2 separate regions of the Triticum aestivum genome follow, and region 1 is linked to region 2. Evidence: chromatin contacts called from public Hi-C data. All regions are on one chromosome and are shown on one strand. Each heading gives the region's core, a stretch centred on a gene start, on an enhancer-like site or on the middle of the called end of the contact. The rest is flanking DNA. Distances are from core to core; before and after follow the strand shown. Region 1 holds the start of LOC123068886 (protein indeterminate-domain 7). Region 2 overlaps LOC123068885 (transcription factor IIIB 60 kDa subunit).

Evidence for each region. Hi-C and Micro-C count contacts between places; a contact is called where the count stands out from the background.
Region 1: a Hi-C map of leaf shows a contact between it and region 2, with 5 times the contacts expected there. The contact joins the promoter of LOC123068886 here to the enhancer-like site in region 2. A contact is called at or near these places in 2 of 5 Hi-C or Micro-C datasets (both in leaf) and 1 of 1 datasets of contacts at active chromatin or transcription factors (leaf).

What each region holds. Positions count from the first base shown.
Region 1 is chr3B:107,237,908-107,242,976 of IWGSC CS RefSeq v2.1, reverse strand. LOC123068886 (protein indeterminate-domain 7) reads left to right here and starts at 2,592. Exons shown (of 3, transcript XM_044491567.1): 1 at 2,592-3,373; 2 at 3,470-3,869; 3 at 4,006-5,069. The coding sequence starts at 3,202. The coding sequence ends at 4,927.
Region 2 is chr3B:106,936,465-106,942,157 of IWGSC CS RefSeq v2.1, reverse strand. LOC123068885 (transcription factor IIIB 60 kDa subunit) reads left to right here. Exons shown (of 20, transcript XM_044491565.1): 14 at 2,071-2,155; 15 at 2,269-2,327; 16 at 2,447-2,527; 17 at 2,613-2,687; 18 at 2,778-2,861; 19 at 2,984-3,031; 20 at 3,200-3,622. The coding sequence ends at 3,385. Among protein-coding and RNA genes, the nearest start is that of LOC123068885, 10 kb to the left of the region's middle. Within about 2 kb of position 4,192, at least 4 of the 8 cell types and tissues checked have an H3K27ac peak or open chromatin away from gene starts, as enhancers often do. A contact at or near this core is called in leaf, where this site is marked.

The DNA.
Region 1 (5,069 bases), core at 1,343-3,842, 300 kb before region 2:
AATCCTACATGGTTTTGGTTTGTTCGATTGCATCATAGGAGAAACAAAGGATTTTTTTTCAAAGAGGTGTGAGTGGATGCTAGAAATCCTATAGTAAGTAGTACAATGAAATCCTTATGAAGAAATCCTATCGGATTCAATTCTATTAATCAAACAAACAACATAGGAAAATTCCTAAGGATCTAATCCTTCAAGGCCTCCTTTGGTTTGGAGGACCTTTATAGGAATTCCAAAGAATATGATTTATATAGGAAAAATTCTTTTAGAACCCTTTGGTTTGTAAAGATAAGATTTCTATAGGAAAAATTCCTTTAGGGCATCTCCAAAGCTGACCTGCAAATGGCTCCGGTATATGTTCGTTTTTTATATCTGAACGTGGTCCTTGAATGTGATACTGAGAGAGAGCCATCCAACCCTTTTCACAAGTTAATCCTTATTTGTCTGGTTGGGTGGAGAAAGAGGAGAGGCGGCCATGCATGCGCAGTGAGAGTAAAGAGGAGGACCATGTGGTGACTACTTTTTGGTAAGTGGATGTCCGGGCACTAATGTAGCTCCCCCACGTTTGTCTTCGGTTTGCCAAAAAACGGACGTCCGGACCACTTCACGAACCGTTTGGGTCCTCATTGGATGAAAAAAGTTGACAGAAACGGTCCGGACGCTACAACCCGGACATATAGCGGAGCTTTGAGGGTCTCCTCTCGAGATGCCCTTAGAGCACTTTGGTTCGTAGGAATAAAATCATATCCCTACGGAAGGAATTTCTACTATTCTTCACATTTATAGAAAATAAATATTAACCTCGACTCAATGAAGAGAATCATATGATGTGAATGAAATGACATCATCTTTTTCTATTCCTATTCATAAAATTTGAGATACATGTCATCTCATTTTCCATGACTTTTTTGTTCCTATAAAAATCCAAATTCCTATACAAATCCTCTAAATCAAAGGAGCCTCTAGTCCTAGAAAAATCCTTTAATAGCCCTGAACGAAACATTTTGGCTGGATATTCAGAAGGCGGATAAGATAGGAAACACTTTGCCGATTGTGAGATTCGGAAAGCATGACGTGGAGAAAAAAAAATAGCTGATGATAAGAGCAACTCCAACGGGCCGACCCAAATGGACGGCGATTTCGTCCGCTTTTTGTCTGTTTGGGTCGGCCGCCCGTCCGGTGTCCGTCCTATTTTTTATATGGGTCGGCAACGCGCCCAACGCACTGACCCATATATGCAGGCGTGGCCGGCCGGCCGCCCAATTTTGCATTGCATTCAACATATTGTGAAATGAAAATATAGTCCGCCCAAATAAATAGTATAGTGGGCCAAATAAAAAAAATGTTTCAAGTAGTCCTTCCAGAGAAGGAAATGCCCGCTCTCTCGGTTACGATTCAACGCCGGAAGGTGGCCCGGAATTGAGCCACGGAACAACGGTCGCTGGTTGTTGAGGTGGTGATGGACCAACACGGCAGCCAATATCTCCTCCTCGTCATCGGACGACGAATTGTCGGAGTCGCAAATGAAATTGTGGAAAAAGAACTCGTCGGCGGAGTCCATTTTCGTACCTTGGCAAACTGTCGAACAGCTTGCGGGCGTCGAAGAAGGAGACTGCCGGCGAGGGAACACGCGGCGCGCACAGACCAGCTAGCTGCCCGGCCGGTGTCCGACGAGCGTGCCGGTCGTATGTGGCAGGGGCGGCGAGGCGTCTTCTTATTCTTGGGCGGCTGTGCGGTGGGGGAAGCGGCGGCGGAAACCAGTTTGCTCCCCGGCGGCGGCGCGCGACTAGGGACAGGGGCGGCGTTGCTAGGCGGATGTGGAGCGGCAACTGGAGGAAGAGTCGCCGCAAAAATGGGCGGCGGCGTCGGTGACGGAGGAGGCGGGGGGCGTGAGTTGCTTGTTGACGGGGAGGGGAGGAGGGAGGCCAATGTGCCACAGACCAGCGGGCCCAGGGACAGGAGTAGGCGACCGCGCGCGCGTCCGTCGCGTGTCCCCGACGATGCAAATCAGGCTCAAAAATGGGCCGAGAATGGGTCGTCCTCGAACGAAAAACGGACGCGCGTCCGTTTGGGTCAGCGTGTTGGGCCGTCTTTTCTGTCCGCGCCGACTCAGACGGACGGTCGCGGACAAAATGGATCGCCCCATTAGAGTTGTTCCAAGAAAGAAAACACTCCTCCTGTTACGGTGAGATGCACTCACCTAACCATACAGAAATAGCAGCCCCTGAATACTGTGAAATAAAGATATAACTTTCTGTTTCGACGGTACCTAAATAATTTGCTCCACACACACACTCCTTTGAGAAAAAGGCGTCGCACAAGGATTCAAGATCCACAATTCCAGGCCTGTAGCACTGTTGCCGCCACCACAGCACGGCACGGCACGGCTGAACCCACCACGGCATGGCATGGAGCAAGATCACCACCATTCATTATTAGTAATCCCCTGCATAGGGCGCGGAATGGGAATGGGATTAGTGAGCAGTGGCAGAAGGTACAGCGGAGGGGATTTCTCGAGCCCGGTGCATCAGAAGTCACACGAGAGATATAGAGAGAGCGAGGCCAACGGAAAAGACAGCGGCCCCGGCGCCCCGTGTGGGCCGGCTCCTGTTTGTTTTTAGAGAGAGAGAGAGAGAGGGAGAGTAGTGTGGGAGTACAGTGTGATTGCGGGCATGGAATGGGTGGATGGCCGCACACTTGCGCCTGCCTCCCTCATCCATCCGCATCTCTCTCTCTCCCCCTAGCAATCAACCCTAGTCTTAGCTTGGCTGACTCCTCCTACCTGGTTGGCATAGCTTATTAGCTCCTTCCTTCAGCCCCACTCTACCAGCTCCCAGCGCAGCGCTGCTCGTCGGCCGGTTGCTCCGATAGCTCAGTCGATCGGCTACCTCGGTTCTTGCTCACAGTAGCCGCCTCCATGGTTCCACATCAGCGAGCCTAGCAAGTTGCTGTGGTGCTACTACTAGTCCCAGCATCAGGATTCAGGGAGAGAGGCGTCCCCACCGCGGCTGGGCGTGGGTAGTGCAACTGCTGCAAATCTGCAAGTACCACCACCGCATGCAGCAGCTGCCGTCAGGTCAGGCTCACATGATCAGATCGCCCGCCCGCGAGATCTGATCCGTGTGCGTATGTCCTGCTGATCAGGAATTCGGCAGCAGCTAGCTAGCTGGTTGATCGATCGAGGGGAGAGAAGAGAGGATCGAGATGATGCTCAAGGATTTCGCGGCAATTCAGCAGCAGCAGCAGCAGCAGCTGGCCCTCGCCGCCGACGAGAACATGTCGAACCTCACCTCCGCCTCCGGCGACCAGACCAGCGTCTCCTCCCACCCCCTCCCGCCTCCTTCCAAGAAGAAGCGCAGCCTCCCGGGAAATCCAGGTGAATTCTCCTTCTGATCGACTATATGCTGTTCTTGGTTATTTGATTCTTGATTTAGAGGATTTCATCCATCGATCAATTCGTTTTGCGGTATAGACCCTGACGCGGAGGTGATCGCGCTGTCGCCGCGTGCGCTCATGGCGACGAACCGGTACGTGTGCGAGATCTGCGGCAAGGGGTTCCAGCGGGACCAGAACCTGCAGCTGCACCGGCGCGGCCACAACCTCCCCTGGAAGCTCAAGCAGCGGAACCCCAACGAGGTGGTGCGCAAGAAGGTGTACGTGTGCCCGGAGCCCGGGTGCGTCCACCACGACCGCTCCCGCGCGCTCGGCGACCTCACCGGCATCAAGAAGCACTTCAGCCGCAAGCACGGCGAGAAGAAGTGGAAGTGCGACAAGTGCGCCAAGCGCTACGCCGTGCAGTCCGACTGGAAGGCCCACTCTAAGGTCTGCGGCACCCGCGAGTACCGATGCGACTGCGGCACGCTCTTCTCAAGGCACGTCTCTCTCTCTCCTCCGGCCTCACTCTTCTTCTCCTCCGTCTTCCGCGCTCATGCCACTGCGGCACTGCCATGGCCATGCATGACACGCTGACGATGTGTGCGTGTGCGTGCATGCGTTGATTAATTGCAGGCGGGACAGCTTCATCACGCACAGGGCGTTCTGCGACGCGCTGGCGGAGGAGAGCGCGAGGGCGGTGGCCGTGGCCGTGGAGGAGCACCAGCATCCGGGGATGCTCTACTCGCACGGTGGCGGCGGCGCGGGGTTTCAGATGCCGGCCGTGATGGACCCGTCGAGCTCGCTCGGTGGCGGCCACGGGCTGATCCAAGAATTGTGCCTCAAGAGGGAGCGGGAGCAGCAACAGCAGCAGCAGCAGTTCGCGCAGCCGTGGCTATCGGAGCAGCAGCAGCAGCAGCTGGAGATGGCCGGCGAGGGCGCCCAGGCCATGTTTGGGACGGCCAGGATGGAACAGGAGTTCAACGCGAGCTCCACGCCGGAGAGCAGCACGCAGCCTGTGGGCATGAGCTTTGCGTCATTTCCCTCGTCGTCTGCGGCCCCGTCAGCGGCCGGGGCGACGGCCTCATCCCACATGTCGGCCACCGCGCTGCTCCAGAAGGCGGCGCAGATGGGTGCAACGCTGAGCCGGCCGTCAGGCCAAGGCCAGATGGCAGCGAGCACCTTCAGCAGTAGCAGCAGCGCCGCCATCACCAACGTCACCAACAATGCACCTGCTGCCGCTACTAGTAGCAGCGCGGCGACAAGCACCGTCGGCGTGGGATTCGGGCACGCGTTCGAGGCGCCGGCTCACTTCGGAGTGGACCAGAGGCCCAGTGCCAATCGTAATGCCGGCAATGCCGGCGTCGGCGGCGCAGGTAGAGGCAATGCCGGAGGCGCAAACGACGGCCTCACGAGGGATTTCCTGGGTCTGCGGGCCTTCTCCCACGGCGACATACTCAGCATGGGAGGCTTCGATCCCTGCATGCCCACGTCGGCCTCGGCGAGGGCGGCGTACGATCAGCAAGGGCCGCAGAGCAGCAACCCATGGCATGGCTAGTAATCAACCTCGCAATTAGCTGGCTAAGCTCACCATTGATGAACCGAACCATATCCAAGTTTGATGATTTGCTGCGGCATGCAATGGACTAAAAACATCATCAAGCGTCCGGCATTGCTCGATCATATACTACTTCAAGGTT
Region 2 (5,693 bases), core at 2,943-5,442:
CTTGCAAGATGAGGAAGATCTGTAGTTGCGTTGACCTCTCCCTGTTCCCCTGCTTCTTCTTCTTCGGCTCATTCTGCTTGCCAAACAGCCCGGGTTCCAGTCTGGCTTAGACCTAACCCCATTTGGGTTGGCCACACACTACAGACAACTAACCATTTCCATTTTTCCGAACTCAACTCATGCAAAATGGTTAGCCCATGGCTTTCCTTGGAACCCTTGGCTTACATGTTAGTGGTACTCAAGTTCTCTAAGCAATTTATGACTATTCTCCCAATGTGCTCATGCATGCATGCATCACTAGTAGGCTGCATCTGGGCCCTAATTCCAACTGGGGTAAATAGTCTACTTATCCGAACAGACACGACACACAGCTTAGAAGAAGCCTGTAGTTTTATATTGAATCAGGGGAAATAAGAAACTTTGGTAGTGGCTTTGTCCCCACCATTTTTATGGCACCCATGTTGCCAGTCAAGAGGGAGCTACGCCCGCTGCGGCCCCAAGATCCCACTATCCCAGTGAGGATCGTATTTAGGAACTGCTGCTGCTGTTGGGATCAGGCTGACAGGCTGACATTGGTTTGTGGCTGCTACATGGAAAACAACTACGCAACCAGGGTAGTTTTAGGACACAGGTTATTTGTATTGGTTTTGAAGTTTGTGTTAGTCAGTTGTATAGTTGTGGGTGAAAATTAGAATACATATGGACAAGGTTTTTGAGTCGCCGACTAATCGCCGATTAGTCGCCGACTAATCGCCTAGTCGTCGCGCCGTGACTGGCTTGCGCGGGCGACTTGGCTCGCGGAGCGAGTCGCCCGACTCGCTGGCTCAACAGCGATTTTCTGCGATTAATCGCTGCGATTAGTCGATTAATTGACTTGCTGGCTCGACAGAGAGAGGGAAAGGGAGGGAGCTCGGGAGGAGAGGAAGCCATGGCGCTCGCGGCCGTGACCTAGGAACCGCCGCCGCAGCTCGCCGGCGACGCACCCCCTTCAGATCGACGGCGGCTGGACCTCCGCGGCGACGGCCGTGACCTCGAGCGAGGCTGCGGCGGCGCAGACTAAGGCGGGGGAGGAGGAGATGAAGCTTCAGGACTGAGCCGGAGGCGGGTGAGGCTGGGAAGGAGGCGGGGGAGGAGGCGCCGCCTCTCCTCGCCGGCGGCGCAGAGGAAGAAGTTCGAGGGGAGAGGCGCAGATGAAGGAGTGCGGGCTGGCAGCGCTAGGTTTAGCGAGTGGATGAGGGCCGGGAGTGGTTAGCTGGGCCGTGCTGGGCCTGTTCGGCCTGATAACTTTGCTTATCTGGCATTAATGGGCTATGCAAAGCAGGGAAACAGGTGCGGGAGTGCACTGTACTGCCATGGAGACTTGGGGCGATTAGTCCAGGCAAGTCACTGACTCAAGCCAGCAAGCCACTAGCCGCAGCCTTGGCGACTTGGCTTGACTCGGCGACTCAAAAACCTTGCATATGGAATTGATTCCATTTGTCCAATATTTTTGTTCTGTAGCTGTAATGCTTAACTACATATGGAATTGTTATACTATCCGTTTTATAATAATTTTGCAACATTGCTGCATGGTTATTTCCAAGGTTCTTAAAACTTCCAAGTTCCATCTTTATTTTATTAGTCTAGTTTTTATATTACACTCATTTCAGATTGGGGGTCCACTGCGAGGTTTTAGACTAGTCTAAGATTTTTCCTTGCATCTGGTATCACAAGTTTGCAACAACACTGTTTTCTGCCAATTTAGCTTCTCTTAATTTTTTCAAAAAAGTTACATGCTGCCTCATCTGTTGCACTTGAAGGACGTGAAAGACAAAAATATACTCGTTAATTCTGTTTGGCACGGTAACAGACTACCAATCGCGCAGTGATATCTTCTGATGGAATATTTGAACTGCAAAATGTACTTGTATTGCTGAACTATTGCTTTATTGCGTTGTGATGTATGCCTATGCCATGTATGTTACCTCTTCACTGCATCTGCGTTCGCTCTTTCTTTTATTGTCCACTATGTGTGTTGTGTGCCCTATATGTACTTGTTCTTGGAAATTCAGCTTGCCTTGTTTGAAACAGGATTCAGTTGGAGATAAATCTGCAACAATTGGTTCTGGGGAAATTGGAAAGGATTATGTAACTTCAAAAGATCCTGAAGTGGGAGGTTTGTTAGTTGTAACATGCAATAGTATCAGTTCAGTACCAGGCTACTTTTGGGTTCATGTTGTCAAGTTGATTGTTGCTGATCAACTTCTGAATGCTATTTGGCATCCTTAGGTGAAAATGGTAAAGTTGATGCTGATCCAGAAAGTTTTTCTGATATTGATGATGTGGAGGTACCTTTATCCATCCATCTGTTCAGCACACTTTTCAGGCTAATTTGTTGCAATCTTTGAGCCTGAAAGATGGCCAGATATGTTATTTGTGATATCTAATTCTCCATTAAATTTGGTAGGTTGACGGGTATCTTCACAATGAGGAAGAGACGCAATACAAAAAGATAATTTGGGAAGAAATGAACAAAGAATACCTAGAGGTAGGTATTGTAACTCTAGCAGCATTAGACGGTTCTTATTCTCACAAGGGGTGTAAGTGTAACTGTCTTCTGCTTTATTTGACAGGAACAAGCCGCAAAGGAAGCTTTAGCAGCTGAATTGGCAGCTAGAGGTGTGGGCGTGGGAGAGGGGCAACAGAAGGTATGAAATCTTACTAGTGTAACACAACCCTCCTGTGTATGCTTAACATTTTCGATTGAGTTCATGATTGCCCATGCATTTTTCATGTAGAAACGGAGACGTAATGAAGACATGAAGAACTCAACACCTGCTGAAACACCAGCGGAAGCAACATACAATATGTTAAAACGAAAGGTAATGAACATATTGTTCAGCCATAGCCGCCCAAAAATTGCTTGTCCTGTTAACATTGTAATACATGTTAAGCTAAGCATGCAAACAAACTGGCATTTAATATATAACGTTGTTTCTTGCAGGGACTTGGGTCAAAAATCAACGTTGAAGCAGTTGGTGGATTGTATAATGTATGTTTTATGAGTTTATGTTACTGAATTTATGGTTCTTTCTGGTTCTGTGAAGTTAATTGATTATTTGTTTACAAATTACGCTTAGAATATCACCTGCATGAAATTACAATTGCTACTCATATTTTAAAAAAATCTGGTCTAATTTGTTATGCTTACTGCGAGCAGACTAAAGATGAAGCTAGTGAAGCAAATGAAAAAGGAGACATGGGATTTGATGGAGAATATGCACATGACACTGGTGATGGTGAAACAGTAGAAGGTGGCTACGACTATGCTGATTACAACAACGATGGCTATGCTGATGGTGGTGATGCTGGAGCCTACGAGGATTACGATGGGATTGATTACTAATATAGTACCAAAATTCTGAGAAAACAGCTCAACAAAATAAGTCTTGGTCAACCGGAAGGGGTTTATTTGTACAATGTATTAATACTACATCCGTACCAAAATATTAGCTGTTTTTTTAGGCGAGTTCTGTAGCACAAAGAAGTTCCAATTAACCGAGGCATTGCACAGTGAAGTACTCCTATATCGCTAACTTCAAATCTTGTACTATGGTCTGGTCAATATGGCAATATTCAATTCTGTTTTCCTCCTTAAATCGAAGGCATACCTTCAGTTTAGTGGACGCCGCACAACAAGATTAGTGTTGTGGTCTGGTGAATTTGTTAATATTGGGTGTTCATATTACTCAAAGAAATATAACTATGGGGGCTCTGAGTTGACAAAAAAAAATTAGGATGACTAGGAAAACACTTCTTTGGATTCTTAAATTGAAAGAGAAATTGGGAGAATTATACCGAATGATAAGTCGTGAAGAGTTTAATCATATGTAAATACCTTAACCATCGCACCCGAATAAGTGGATGATTCATTTAGACTGTGAAATGTTATCCATAAGTGGATGATTCATTTAGACCATGAAATGTTATCCTGCTGATGTCAGCTGAGAAGGGAAGGGACAAAAAAATAGCGTAGATGAAAGGTAGGGCCAAATCAGATTTTTTTGTTGAAAAGGACCCCCTCGCGAACACAATTGACAGAAAAGACTCCCTCTGGACAAAATTGACAAAAAAGACCCCCTGGACCGTGGCACCTGCCGCGTGAGGTGGCCAGCCCTGCCGCCCCCGGGCCAGGCGGCAGGCCGTGTGCAACAGCTTCTGGCGCTGGGCGACGGAACGGGAAGTCGATATGGGCCATGCCGCCACCGGGTGGGGCGGCACCACTGTTGCTGCTGCTGGCCACCGGACAGCCTCACGCGAGTTTTCCGCAGTCAATTCGTCTGATTCCCGCGCGTTTCATCTCGTCTTTTTGCTCTGGCATTGATTTCCATGTGTTTCGTATTTTTACGTGACACTCACTGATTGCTACAGACTTGATTCCCTCTCCGATGCGTAATTTGCTCATGTTCTGCCAGCGCTGTTGCTGCCGCACGCCCAACAGCCATGCAGTTTTTTTTGGAGGGAACAACAGCCGTGCTGTTGCTGCTGCGACTGATGAGACAGTACGCCTGGCCCGTGGCGGAATGGCCCACATACGTCTCCGTTCGGTTCGCAGCGCCAAAAGCCGTTGCACACAGCCTGCCGCCTGGTCCAGTGGCGGCAGGGCTGGCCACCTCACGCCGTGGCGGCAGGTGCCACGCCGCCAGGACCCGGGGGTCTTTTTTGTCACTTTTATTTGAAGGGTTTTTTTTTTGCCAATTGCGTTCGCCGGGGGGTCCTTTTCAACAAAAAATCGCCAAATCATGTGAACTCTCTTTGTTAATCTAAAGGTTTATCGTTCCCAACGGTACAGATCTATAACTGAGACATAGAGCTTATTATATGCAAGTATATTCAGAAGTGCTTGGTTTTCAAAAATGGAATGTCTTAACTTTATCCAACTGAGCGACTAGACTATAGTGCAGCAGAATGAGCTTTGGATTAACTGGACTATTATTGGAAAAATCTAACTGGGACTAATAAGGGCTTTACTGAATATCCAAAGCAAGTTTCGGATACATGTTTTTTCTCACTTGTTTGATCTGTTGTGAACAAAGGTAGATGTTTCTTCCTCAACCAGTTGAGAGGCCACGCCATCACCATGCCCTGTGTTTTGCAAGGCGATACTATTTGACCAGTTTTATTCAGAATACTTCTTTTCTGGAGATTTTTATTCATAACCCTGGCCGGAAATAAGATGATCCAGGTTGCTAAACATGGTCAGTTATATCCGAGGGGGGATGCCCAGGAGATTCAGGTCGAGAAGGCCAAATGGAGCTTACAATTTGTATGTTTCCCTTGTTGATCCTAGGTCCTGTCTGTGTCGGTTGAATTAGTTTGGAAATTCTAATGAAGCCCTGAGTTGCTTGTGTCTTTTTATAAATTTGTTCGGTTCCTTTTTGATCCACAACACTGACAGTTGCTAGCAGTAGGTGCTACCTAGTTTCTTTTGTTGAACACGGATAACTCTATGCTCCCTTGTCGCTGAGATAGTGGAACCTGTCTTTTTTCTTTTTTGAACACGTGGAACCTGTCTTTTGATCGTATGAATGAGATAGTGGAACCTGGCTTTTGATCGCACTAAAAAAAAACCCCGAAAGAGTCATAGTCGATGCTCCTATCTCAGAAGCGTATGAAAACCCTCAGAACGAAATGTGGGAACAGTCACTGCACGC